Regions from separate parts of the Mus musculus genome. Here region 2 is linked to region 1. Evidence: chromatin contacts called from public Hi-C data. All regions are on one chromosome and are shown on one strand. Each heading gives the region's core, a stretch centred on a gene start, on an enhancer-like site or on the middle of the called end of the contact. The rest is flanking DNA. Distances are from core to core; before and after follow the strand shown. Region 1 overlaps Chrm3 (cholinergic receptor, muscarinic 3, cardiac). Region 2 overlaps Chrm3 (cholinergic receptor, muscarinic 3, cardiac).

Region 1 (6,060 bases), core at 2,510-5,009:
GCCACAATGACAAGGATGTTGCCGATGATGGTCACCAATGCCAGGAAGCCAGTCAAGAATGCAATGAAGACCACTTGCCAGATGGTGTGGCCCCCTAGAGGGTCACTGGAGGTGTCATTTGAGGAGAAATTCCCAGAGGTTTGGGAAATGTTGTAGCTGTCCAATTGAGAGACTGTCCCCAAGGGCAGCCCCGCCTCTGAGGGACTGTGCACCCAGGAAGAGCTGATGTTGGGAAACAAAGGCGAGGTTGTACTGTTACTGTGCAAGGTCATTGTGACTCTCTGACATAGTCTGGGGGAAAAAAAGAGAAGAGTGGAGTTAGGAAATATCTTTGTGGTCTTTGGGTAGCTTACATTTTTTCATATATATATATTCTTTAAAAATTATATTTTTTCTTTGACTATTATACACTATCAACTTCTCTTAATTTTCTTCCTACTCTTGTCTACTCATCCCTGTGTCCCCAAAAATCTTTCTTACATTCCTGCCTGTCTACATTTTCGTTCTGAGGGAGGGTCTCAATCTGTAACCAAAGCCGGTCTAGAACTCAGTCTTTAGCCCCCAAACCTGTGGCCTTCCTGCCTCAGCCTCCAGAGCTAGGATAAGGCACACACCACACTTGGCTGTGCATCCTACAGTTAGGATGAGTGTTACAAGATGCAAACTTCCAGGCAGCTAAACATGATCAAGTTAATTCTCTCATGTGAAGGGGAGGAGTCAAGGGCATGTTGGGACTGATTTGTTCAAGGTAGTAGACTAGTTAGCCAAGGACTTAGACTCGGTCCTTCCCCTCACGTTTGTAAATAGGTTTCTCGGAATGCTGACAGCAAATACAGCAGACTCACTCACTTCTTCTACTTCCACAGGGACAAAGTAGCAGATGCTTACGCGGCAATTCTTCAACCACAGTGTTATGGTCATTCTACTTGGTAAGGGTATGTGAGCCGTTGGCAGGTTATTTACCTGATAAAATGATGAACGTAAGCAACTTGAAGGTGATACCAGCTATTTCAGCTTCCCTGAAATGACCCAAGCCAACCCAAGGCAAGAGAGAAAACAGTGCCCACCATTTCACATAATACCACCTCTTCATGTTTACTCTTAATTGTTTTGGAACAATCTATCTATCTATCTATCTATCTATCTATCTATCTATCTATCTATCTATTTATCTCCCAGGCTGGTCTCAAGCATACCAAGTAGCCACACATGATCTTGAAGTCTTATTCTTCTGTTTCTACCTCTGGAGTGTTCTTATTAAAGGTGTGTTTCACCACACCTAGTATAATTGGGCCTGAGGAATCTACTAGGCCCTTCCTGCATGGTGTGTGTGTGGGGGAATTAGAAAGTGAGCTACATCCTTAGCTCGTGACATCATATCTTTAAAACATTATTGAAATATGTGATATACTTATTTTTTATAACATTGGATAGCATGCTTATTTCTTATATACTTTCTGGAGAGACTTTATCTTCCTAGGGTCTCATTTTCTGCAAAGGTTCTTAGACACAGAATCTAAAAAAGTTTTTCTTTTTTTCTGCCAGGTTTGCACAGCAACCTTATTTACACATATTACCAGTTTAGTGCTACTCTGTGTCATGCACTAACACCCATGGCAAGGGTCCCTTGCCATTGTGGCATGGTTCAGGGTTCTGCTCTCATGGGAACGAATAATGTTCTGGTGTCTTGTTTTTTTGTCTTATGATGACCATGCGGATTTCATTACATAAAGAAACATAATATCCAGAAATCCCAAGGCTTCTTGTCTGTCGTCTCTCATCCTTTCTTGCTAAAGGGTGACAGATTCCTATGACTGGCTTTCTTTTGTGTCCAAGCTGACACTCTTCCAGCAAGGTTTGAGACAGGCATTTGTCACCTGGCCCCGAGTCCTTGACCACAGTCATGGACTTGACACATAGCCAAACAAAGTGCATCAGCTTGGCCAATGCATGTAGATGCTAGGAAGATAGAAAGGTCTTTCGTCTTTGGAGGTGCTGGGTGCTGTTCACCACCTTTGTATCTGTGTACAAAATCTGAGAGTAAGGGAAGGCAAATGGAAGATGAGGTAGCAGCAGGATGGGGTGAAACCCTGAGAAACAGATACAATCTGAGGACAGGCCTTTCAACACTAGACATAGCTACATCTGAATCAATAGAACCACTTCGACCTTGCATTTATACTACTTCTACTCCTCCTCCTCCTCCTCCTCCTCCTCCTACTACTACTACTACTACTACTACTACTACTAAAATCTCCCTTTGTTCCCTGCAGTTCTGAAGGAACAATTTGATTATCCATAGATAATGGCTCTTGATTCACCTATTTGGTTAAAGTAGCAAGTGAATATTCTAGGCTAGTCTACCTCTCTAATATATAACTTGAGGGTTATAGCTAATCCTAACTATACTTTTTTTTTTTTTTAACAAACAAGTGGATTTGAATTGCTCTGACCACACATGCAATAATCTGCTGTATCAGGTTATGTAAATCTGTGTCATGGTAGAAACCATTGACTCTTTTCATTTGTTGTGAATGCCAACTGTACAGAAATAAATTTGTTTAAAGTGTTTTTATTATATTTATTTATTAGCTTATCTTTTTTTGTACATGTGATATACATATTGTGGGTGCATATGCCATGGTGCATGGGTGGAGGTCAGAAGACAATCTGGGGGATTTGGTGCTCTCTTTCTACCATGTGGGTGCTGGGAATGTGCCTCAGGTCAACAGTGGTTGCAAGTGCCTTTGTGTGTTGATCCATCTCACTGGCTCTTGAAATTTGTTTTTAAAAAGTTAAAAAAAAATGAGTAGGACTAAAAGAAAATAATTTTGGCATCAGCAAATCTCCTTAAAATCACTTATTGTAAGCTGCTGTGTTTGGTCTGTGGAATCCAGAAGTCACAGCCTATGTGCTTACGATCTGTCCTACAACTGAGAGCAAAGACATGAATAAAGTCTTGTTTTTCTAAAGTCAGTCATGCAGGCAGTAAGAAATCCCTCCCTGCAGACAGTCACATGATATTTTATAAACTGAAAACAACTAGACTTGTTCAGTTGAGCAACAGTATCAAAGAATGTAAGAAATTTGGAAATAAGTCTCAGGTCAGCTATTTTCTTATAGCTTCTCTCGTCCTTCTGGTCCACAAAGCATATAGTCCTATCATCTATCCAGAAAAGTGAGCCGAAACTCTCAACTTTTAAACCTCTTACTTGGAAAGTCTAAGTTACTTCTTGCTCCCAGAACTCTAAATTATTTCTATTTCTTTATATTTTTAAATTAGATTTGCTTATTTTATGTGTGAATGTTTTGCTTGCACAGTCTGTGCACTACCGGTGTGTTTGGTGTTCAGAGAGGTCAGGAGAGTATATCCAATTCCCCGGGACTGTAGTTACAGAGGGCTGTGAACCAGCACACGGATGCTGGGATTCAAACCCATGTCCCATGCAAGAGCAGCAAGTGCTCTCAACCATGGAGCCATCTCTCCAGCTCTCTAATTCTATCTCCACTTTAATTATTCTTTTTCTTATCCTAATCGTGGGAAGTCTTTTGCAGTTTGCAACCATTTTTTTTGAAAGACCAGATACATGGTGTTTCCTCTTTGTAAATCTGGTATATGTCATATTCAGGGCTTATTTTGGGTCTCTGCTTTGGACAGGAGTGTGTCTGTTTTCTGTCATAGTTCATTACAACACTCAGCAGCTATGTCATCATGAATAGAAAGATCGCATCAGGCCACTAGGTGGCAAAGTTGACTCAAAGAACAACTTTGCTGCTGTAAGATGCCTAAGCAGCCTGCTGTCCCTGACCACAGACTTGGAATTCAGCTTAGTTCAGTCACGCGGTAGGTCGGTCGGCAGAGGATATCAAACAGGGTGGACAGAGCTTTCCACTCAAACATGTCTTTAAAGGGAATCAAACTTGTGAACCTAAGCCCTCATCTTCATCTCAAGCTGTGAGGAGGAGAGACGTTGCCTAATATGGTACAGTGATTCTTCTTGTGAACAAAACAATCCTGAAGGCTAAAAGTGGGATAAAATTCCACTTAAAAGGGAGAAAGCTTGTTTTTAAAAAGATGATGTATCAGACTTCCCGCCCGATTGCTGCCTTTCGTAAGCTTTTATTTGACCGTGACAACAGGATGTGAAAGGCTTGGCTGAGGCTTGTGAAATAACACCGTTTTACCTAAAAAACCAAACATCTAAGTAGGATAGTTGTGGATCTCCACAAACACCTTTCAGGCCTAGAACATTTTTTTATCAGTGTTTTTAGAGAAATGGAATGGAGTCAAAAGCAAACATGAGTAATTCTTTTCAAACACCAGAAAGACCCCTCTCATCGGAGCCAATTAGTGCAGTGTCCCCAGGGTTCTTAGAGGAGGGAAGACCTTTACGTAAGATCTAAGATTTATCTACTGTCTTTCTACATTCTGAAGGTCATTCAATGTCATCCCCTGTGACTGCTAGGCTTTTGTTGTTAAAGGGAAGCAGCTACACTTTGAGGAAATACCGCTTGATCTTACATAACCGTGGAATTCATTTTGCTTAAAGATCTCCTAGGGGTCAGGGGATGGCTCAGTTGGTAAAACACTGGGCACTCAAGAGTAAGGACCTAAGTTTGGATGCCCTACAATTCAAGTAAAGAAGGAGCACCATAGTGTGTATTCCTGTCATTCCTGCTCTCCTAGCGTGGCGGGATGGGACAGCAGGATCCATAGAAGCTGGCTCGCCAGCTAGCTTATTATATACAGCCACAAAAATAATAAGGGACTCTGTCTCAAGCAAGGCAGCAGGTGGGGACTGAAACCTGTGGTGGTCCTCTGACCTCCTTTTATTCTTTTTTTTTTAATTAGTTATTTTCCTCATTTACATTTCCAATGCTATACCAAAAGTCCCCCATACCCTCCCCCCCACTCCCCTACCCACCCACTCCCCTACCCACCCACTTCCACTTTTTGGCCCTGGCGTTCCCCTGTACTGGGGCATATACAGTTTGCGTGTCCAATGGGCCTCTCTTTCCAGTGATGGCCGACTAGGCCATCTTTTGATACATATGCAGCTAGAGTCAAGAGCTCCGGGGTACTGGTTAGTTCATAATGTTGTTCCACCTATAGGGTTACAGATCCCTTCAGCTCCTTGGCTACTTTCTCTAGCTTCTCCATTGGGAGCCCTGTGATCCATCCATTAGCTGACTGTGAGCATCCACTTCTGTGTTTGCTAGGCCCCGGCATAGTCTCACAAGAGACAGCTACATCTGGGTCATTTCAATAAAATCTTGCTAGTGTATGCAATGGTGTCATTCTGGCGGTTCCTCAGAAAATTGGACATAGTACTACCGGAGGATCCAGCAATACCTCTCCTGGGCATATATCCAGAAGATGCCCCAACTGGTAAGAAGGACACATGCTCCACTATGTTCATAGCAGCCTTATTTATAATAGCCAGAAGCTGGAAAGAACCCAGATGTTCCACCTATAGGGTTGCAGTTCCCTTTAGTTCCTTGGGTGCTTTCTCTAGTTCCTCCATTGAATTTAGTCATTTCTTTTCTTTTTTTTTTTTTTTTCAACCCAGATGCCCCTCAACAGAGGAATGGATACAGAAAATGTGGTACATCTACACAATGGAGTACTACTCAGCTATTAAAAAGAATGAATTTATGAAATTCCTAGCTATTTTTTTAAGGTCCACACTTAAAAGACTGTCTTTATAGCCAGACAGACATGTTCCACATATCTGATTTTCTTTAATATTCCCATTTGTTTGCACATTCCAACTGATACATCTCTATATGCAATTGTAACTTTGAAAAAACAAAACAAAAACTCAAAATCCCTCAAAGCGGAAGCAGTGCGTGATAGCCCCACTGTCTCCCTACCTTGGCTTTGAGGCAGGGTCTCTCTTGTTATTTCTGTCCTTGCTCTGCATACAACAGCTTCCCATTGATTTTTCTGTCTCCCCCAACTCAGTTCCTACTTTAGGGGCGCTCAAGCAGAAGCAGGAGAAGCTCTGCCACAGCCCCCCTCCCCCCCGAGAGTCCAGGATGTGTCCCCAACCCCAACAA
Region 2 (6,060 bases), core at 1,590-4,089, 350 kb after region 1:
AGTGTGCTTTTTCATACATAACTTACAAACTAGAGCATCTCTGTAGTCTATCTGAATTTTACATCCAGCTCCAACATAATCTAATTGGGTTGAAATATCCATTTGGCAGACAGAGGACAAAGGGCTCTCTCCCATGCATCAGAGCTGCCGATGTGGTACAGAGGCGGTCAAGCCCTCTCGTTACAGGGTGAGGAGGCGTTTAGTTAATGCAGAAAGAAAGCCAGAAGTTTGAGCAAAGGGCCAGCAAACACAACAGAGGAAGTGGCTTCCGGGGCGTCTGCCTTGGGTGGAGGAAAGGATTAAAAGTCATTTTCAGACCAAGACTTATCATCTTCACTAATTGCACTGAGGATAAGAACCACTTAAATTAAAGAAAAAGATGCTTGTAAAACCTTCCTGAAAGGCATGGCCATAAGCTCATTATTTGAACTCTCATGTGCTTCTGCTGCTCTCTTTCCTCCTTAGCTTTCTCCTGCCTCTTCTCTTCCCCTTCACTCTGTTCCTAGTCCCGCTTAGCAAGCACACTGTTACAGTTAACACTGCTCACATGCCTGCTCATGCCCAGAACGTGGGCGAGCGCTTTCCATGTACAGGCCCTTATCCTCACAGTAATCTAATACTGTTAGGATCCCCTGTGTTTCACAGAAACTGGGGTTCGTAGTCTCATAGCCAGTGAGTAGATCTAAGATGGAATATACACAACTTGTTTTAAAATAAGATAATCCCAAGGAGAACTACATGTAAATACAGAAGTCAGTTCAATACAGGACATCTTCATCATGTAAGGGATTGGAATGGGAGAGGTGGAATTTAGGAGTGACATTAAGTCATCCACCACACCTCCCCTGGCCCCCCCCCACCAAAAAGAAATCTCTCAGTCTGTAAGTGGTGAAGACCAGGTCACTTGAATCTGAACTGGGGCTCTTCCCTCCACTGATGATATTGGTCAAACGATTAAATGCAGAATGCTCTTTTCAGACTGTACAGTTGGGCTTGCTTAGGAATAGTTAACATAAGGAAACGGCCTTTTTGGTGTGAGGTTTGAAGGGATCTTATCAACAAACACAGAAGTGTAAAAATACAGTCAAAATAGAAAACAGCTCCACCACCCTAGAAAGCCAGTCATGTTCCTGTGTGCCAGCTCTCTACTACTACCCTAGCCCCAACAAATGACATTGGTACTTGCACTTTCTCCCAGAATGCCATGCAAATGATGTCATACCGATCGAGTCCTTTCATGTAGGACCTATCTTACTCAATGTATGAGAATAAAATTGCCACAAGCTATTGAAAGAGTTTTCTATCCTTCAGTTTGCATGCCTCCCCTGATGTAATACTACCTGACTGTGACTGGTGCCTCTTATAGCTGGTTCTAAAATCAAGGAACACAAAGCCTATATTCTTCTACACAACTAGTTGATTATTCTGCATGTTGTAAATTTTGTACTTTTTTTTGTACCCGACTGCTAATTTATTAAAAATTCTCCTAAAAATCTCTTACCCCTTCCCCATATAAACATAACTAAAAATAATAAATAAGCTAAGGTTCTTTTTAAAAATGGTTGAAGTGTTGAAGTCAGTTTTGATCCATCATATGTTGACATCTGCAGACAGGTGCATTCTAATGATGGACTGTGAGTGGATAGAGATAAATAAAGATAATTGCCAAGCAAAGTCACAGGTAATTACTGATATATAAAATACATGAATTATATGAAAGAGCTGGAACTTCATATTTTTCCATTTCTGAATTAGTAACTGGTTACCATTAAACACCATGCATGCTTCAGTCTGGTTAATTGCCTTTTCAAGCAAACCAAGACTTACATATATCTCCCAGTAATGATTTCTTAAACTTTTTTTTTTCTTGAAAGGCAGCGTTTGCCAAACCAGCCCATCAGACACTAGAAAAAGACATCAGTGAGTTCAGAAGTGAATGGGAGGTGATGAGGGGGTGGAACAAGTATAGATTTTCCCCCTTAAGCCTGAATCAGCAGAGAAATAGCCAAGTTGGGTTCTTGGAGTCTTCCAGAAAAAGTATTTGATTTTTGTCTCTATCTCAAATTAAATTAATGCTCTTTTATTTCTCTCTTTCACCTCTGATTCCCTAGGATCTACATGTTTTATTTGTTATGAAGGCTACTAGGCACACTGCCAATCATGCTTTGACATCAGTTCTCTGATCGCAAAACTGATCATTGCTATCTATAGGTGGCTGCCACATTTGCTCTGCCATCACCGTGTCCTGAGCCTTCAAACAGATGGTCAGCTAAAAGTCCAGGGTGAACAGAACCAACTCAGGGCAAGAGTCCATCCCCTGTCAATGAAGCATGGCAGGGGGACTTAGCAGGTCTCTCCGAGAGCCTGGCTCTTGTACAGCTGCAGGACTCAGGTCTGCCAAGCACCAGTGAGATGAGACCACAAGATCTTTCAGGACCCTGCTACTCAGAGGGACCATGGCAGCACGGGCTGTGGTGACATGCCATAGTCTCAGCATAAGAGAAAGAAAGCAGTGATGTTAAAGTGTGTGACTGTGTCCTAGCTGTAGCCTCTGTATCTCTAAAGCTCAGTAAGTAACAACAGAGGATGACCTTTATTAAAGACTCTTTATGTCAATCACTTATACACTTTTCTTTGAAGCCACATTTCAGCCTTGGGTGGGACCTTCTTTAGGGGATGGAGGAGTTGAGAAGCATGCATGAGCTCACAGGTTTCCATTTTGAGCTAAGCACTTGGCAAAACCTAGAGATACAAATTACAGATCGTCATGCCCACCCTCCTACAAAGCAATCCTATAGCAGGAGAAAATATTTTTAAGAGTTTGAGTACATGACTAGGAAGCTTCTTCTCTGCTGGCTAGATTTCATAGTAGCAGAAGGTGCTAAGCAGGCTGCTCGCGGAGTCATCAGCCTTACCCTCCTGTGAACCCGGCAAGCTACAATAATAAAATGCATGGCAAGATATGCCCATGGATGCAATAATGACACATATGTTATGAGGATAACAAGCCACATTCTGCTTCAGTTTAATGCTTGTTCTAAAGGAGGAAAAACATATGTCTGACATTGTAAATCTGCCCAAGAACCCATAGCTGGGAAGTTCACAAGCATCACTGATGAACCTACAGCAGCATGGGCTTTAATAACAAAGAGATGAAATAGAATGGCATAGTTGGAATTTTACACATTCTTATTCTGTGATATGCAGTTAAGTATCTTGTATTCTGCTTTATTTAATTTTCTATTGCTGTGTTAAAATCCCATGACCAAGACAAATTATAGAAGGGTCTAATTCGGGGCTCATAATTCCAGAGGGATAGAGGTTATGACTATCATGGCAGGGGACATCAGGCAGCAGACAAGCAGGCATAGTTCTGGAGTGATAGCTGAAAGCTTATATCTTGAAAGAGTATCATGATACAGAAAAAGCTAACTGGGAAACTGGGAATGTCATGGGCTTTTGAAATTTCAAAACTCACATGCAGTGACACACTTCCTCCAACAAGGTATTACTTCCTAATCCCTCCCTAACACTTTCTTAAACTGGGTATCAAATATTCATACATACGAGCCCAGGGGACCACGGTCAGTCAAACCAATACAGATGAAGTGTCTCCTTTCATACTCATAAGCTACCAAGAGGAGTATGTTGATTGTCATCCTTTGTATAGATAGGGAAACTGAGGCTAATGAAGGTTAATTAAAACACCAGAAATCATTATTTAGTGAGTGATGGATTCTGGGTTGTAGTATCTGCCAAGAGATGCAAGAGCACAGAGGAGAGAGTAATTAACAGACACAGGAGCTCAGGCCAAGCTTCACAGGGAATTGCTTGACATTTGAACAGAGTCTGAAAATTGAAAGTGACGGTTCATCTTGAAGCAGAGAGCAAACATCCCAGACTTCAGGAGTATCAATTGGTAAGACACTCTCAATTATCTCCGATTGTCAGCAGTCAACATGCCAATGGTGGTTGAGGTGAAGGCTGGTGAAGATAAGGTGAGTGGGAACATGAAAAGATACAAATGAACATTGGTACTGATTTTTTTTTTAAAGAGTTGGTTTAAAAATAAATCTAGTCTTCACAATTCTTGTTCAACAGTTTAGGTTTTGAAAATTCAACATCCTAGGGTTGGCTCCTCTACTTCTGTCATTTATTAACCATGTTACCTTGCTGAGCAAACTTTATCCAACCGACTGTCTTTTCATCTGAGAAACGAGGATAAATACAGTGAGTCTTCTGCAGGCTGTTAGCATGAAGCAAAACTGCCTTCATCAAAGACTCACTATGGTTTGGAGATGTCAAAGGGACACAGTGAAAACTATTTTTTTTTTACCACTATGGCTTCCACAGTGGACAGAACAAACTTGGTATAAAACTGGTGGCAAAGACAATGTAACAGAAAAATAAAGTCTAATAAATGATACCATGTTTAGTTCCTGGTTTAGGGATTAGTCTCATTCAACACGGGCCTGACACACGGAGCACATACTTGCACTTAACAGAAACAATGGCACAAACATGGTATTGAGAAACTTTTATTAGCTAAAGGTATAGGGGAACCTCATATTAGCTAGGGGTCTCTAGAAAGTACCAATGCCTGGTCAGCTGTCACATCCAGTGGGCAGGTGTACCATTATGCCTGGCTAAAGCTCTTGACTCAAGTAGAGATACTTCGTATCTCTGTCTACTAATAGTAAAAGTCAGCGATTCATGTGTGGTACAACCCTAACCAGACTTTATAGATTTGGAAGTAAGATTCAGCTGTACAAGACTGAAAAAAGCATCCTATTAGGAGATGTGAATCAGGTTAATTACAGGGTAATTTAGGTCAGCATCTCTTGCTTAGGGGCTGTTTCAATGAACACTGAGATAGGCTAGAATGGTAAAAGAGTTGTGTTTGTTTTAGTATACTAGTTGTGAGGAAAGCTGGTATCTGAACTCAATCCCAACCACTCCCTAGAAGACTATGCCTCTTTCCAGTCCACTTTGAACCCAGCTCAGGCTTCAGGTAAGTTTAGCTCAGGATTTTCCAACCTGCCTTCCAAAGGAGTCTCTTGAGAAGCTTTAAGACCTAAGTCTGAGCTTCACTCCCAGGGATTCAGCTGAAACTGTCCTGTCTAGAGCCTCAGAGGCTTCTAAAATATTGGAGGGAGGAGTTGGGGGTGGATAGGGTCAGATATATGGTTTATATGGATACAAACTTATCAATTAATAAATTAGGGGGAAAGGTCCTTGGGATGATGGTGCCAAGTAGCCTAGATGTAGAAGCATTAGGATAGGCATAATATTAGGGGCTGTGTTCTTGTCTGACTCCACCACCCAAAGGCCTCAGGATAAGAAATTCCACAATAAGAATTTTCTTAAACACATTTATCTAGTATTAGTGTGTGCTTCATAAACCTTGAGAATGGACATTGCCACAATTCACTGAACATCATATTAATATATTTAGAACATCCCAGTCTCAAGGAGAGGCAGAGCAATTTTTCCAGTGTGGGGGTTCAAGTTCTGTAAGGGGAGGGCAGCCTCCTTGTACCAAATGCCAGATTGCAGGAATGCACAATGGCAGGGTTCTGTCTTCTGGAGAGATAAAGATAGAAGCTGTCAGTAAAAGTGGTATTTATTTTGAAAACCACAGAAGGCTTGTTTCTAAAAAAAAAAAAAACCGAGGGGGACAGGATGATAATATGAGAACTTAGTATGCATGTATAATATATACAATATAGTCCTTAAATCTCTAGGAATCTAGAGTGCACATATAGAGAGGGGCATCTCTTTGGCTATTTTCATTCCTTAGCATATTCATAATCTTTACATTCTCTTTTTATTTGTAAAGCATCATCATTGGGGGTTTATTTCCTCCTGCACTGTTAGTATATAAAGTACTCTTTGAACTAGTAGTCTAGGAACTGGTCACCTTACGTAAGCTACTATAGCTATCTTGATCTGGGAAGCTCTTTTAACCTTTAGACTTCAGTGACCCTGGGTTTTCTACATTAAAGCAGAATGAAAGTGGTCAGGGAGCTACTTCCATGGTCAGGATGCTACAGATCCTAG

What was found. A called contact is a pair of places that touch in the nucleus more often than the background predicts.
Region 2: a Hi-C map of cortical neurons shows a contact between it and region 1, with 3 times the contacts expected there. The contact joins two enhancer-like sites. A contact is called at or near these places in 1 of 39 promoter capture datasets (the C10 cell line), 4 of 484 Hi-C or Micro-C datasets (cerebral cortex, cortical neurons, forebrain and 1 more) and 2 of 115 datasets of contacts at active chromatin or transcription factors (embryonic stem cells and heart atrium).

What each region holds. Positions count from the first base shown.
Region 1 is chr13:9,878,727-9,884,786 of GRCm38.p6, forward strand. Chrm3 (cholinergic receptor, muscarinic 3, cardiac) reads right to left here. Exons shown (of 5, transcript NM_033269.4): 5 at 1-291. The coding sequence starts at 272. Among named protein-coding and RNA genes, the nearest start is that of Gm40665, 85 kb to the left of the region's middle. Within about 2 kb of position 3,760, at least 43 of the 459 cell types and tissues checked have an H3K27ac peak or open chromatin away from gene starts, as enhancers often do. A contact at or near this core is called in cortical neurons, where this site is marked.
Region 2 is chr13:10,233,657-10,239,716 of GRCm38.p6, forward strand. All of the region lies in intron 1 of Chrm3 (cholinergic receptor, muscarinic 3, cardiac), which reads right to left. Among named protein-coding and RNA genes, the nearest start is that of Gm26861, 120 kb to the right of the region's middle. Within about 2 kb of position 2,840, at least 8 of the 459 cell types and tissues checked have an H3K27ac peak or open chromatin away from gene starts, as enhancers often do. A contact at or near this core is called in cortical neurons, where this site is marked.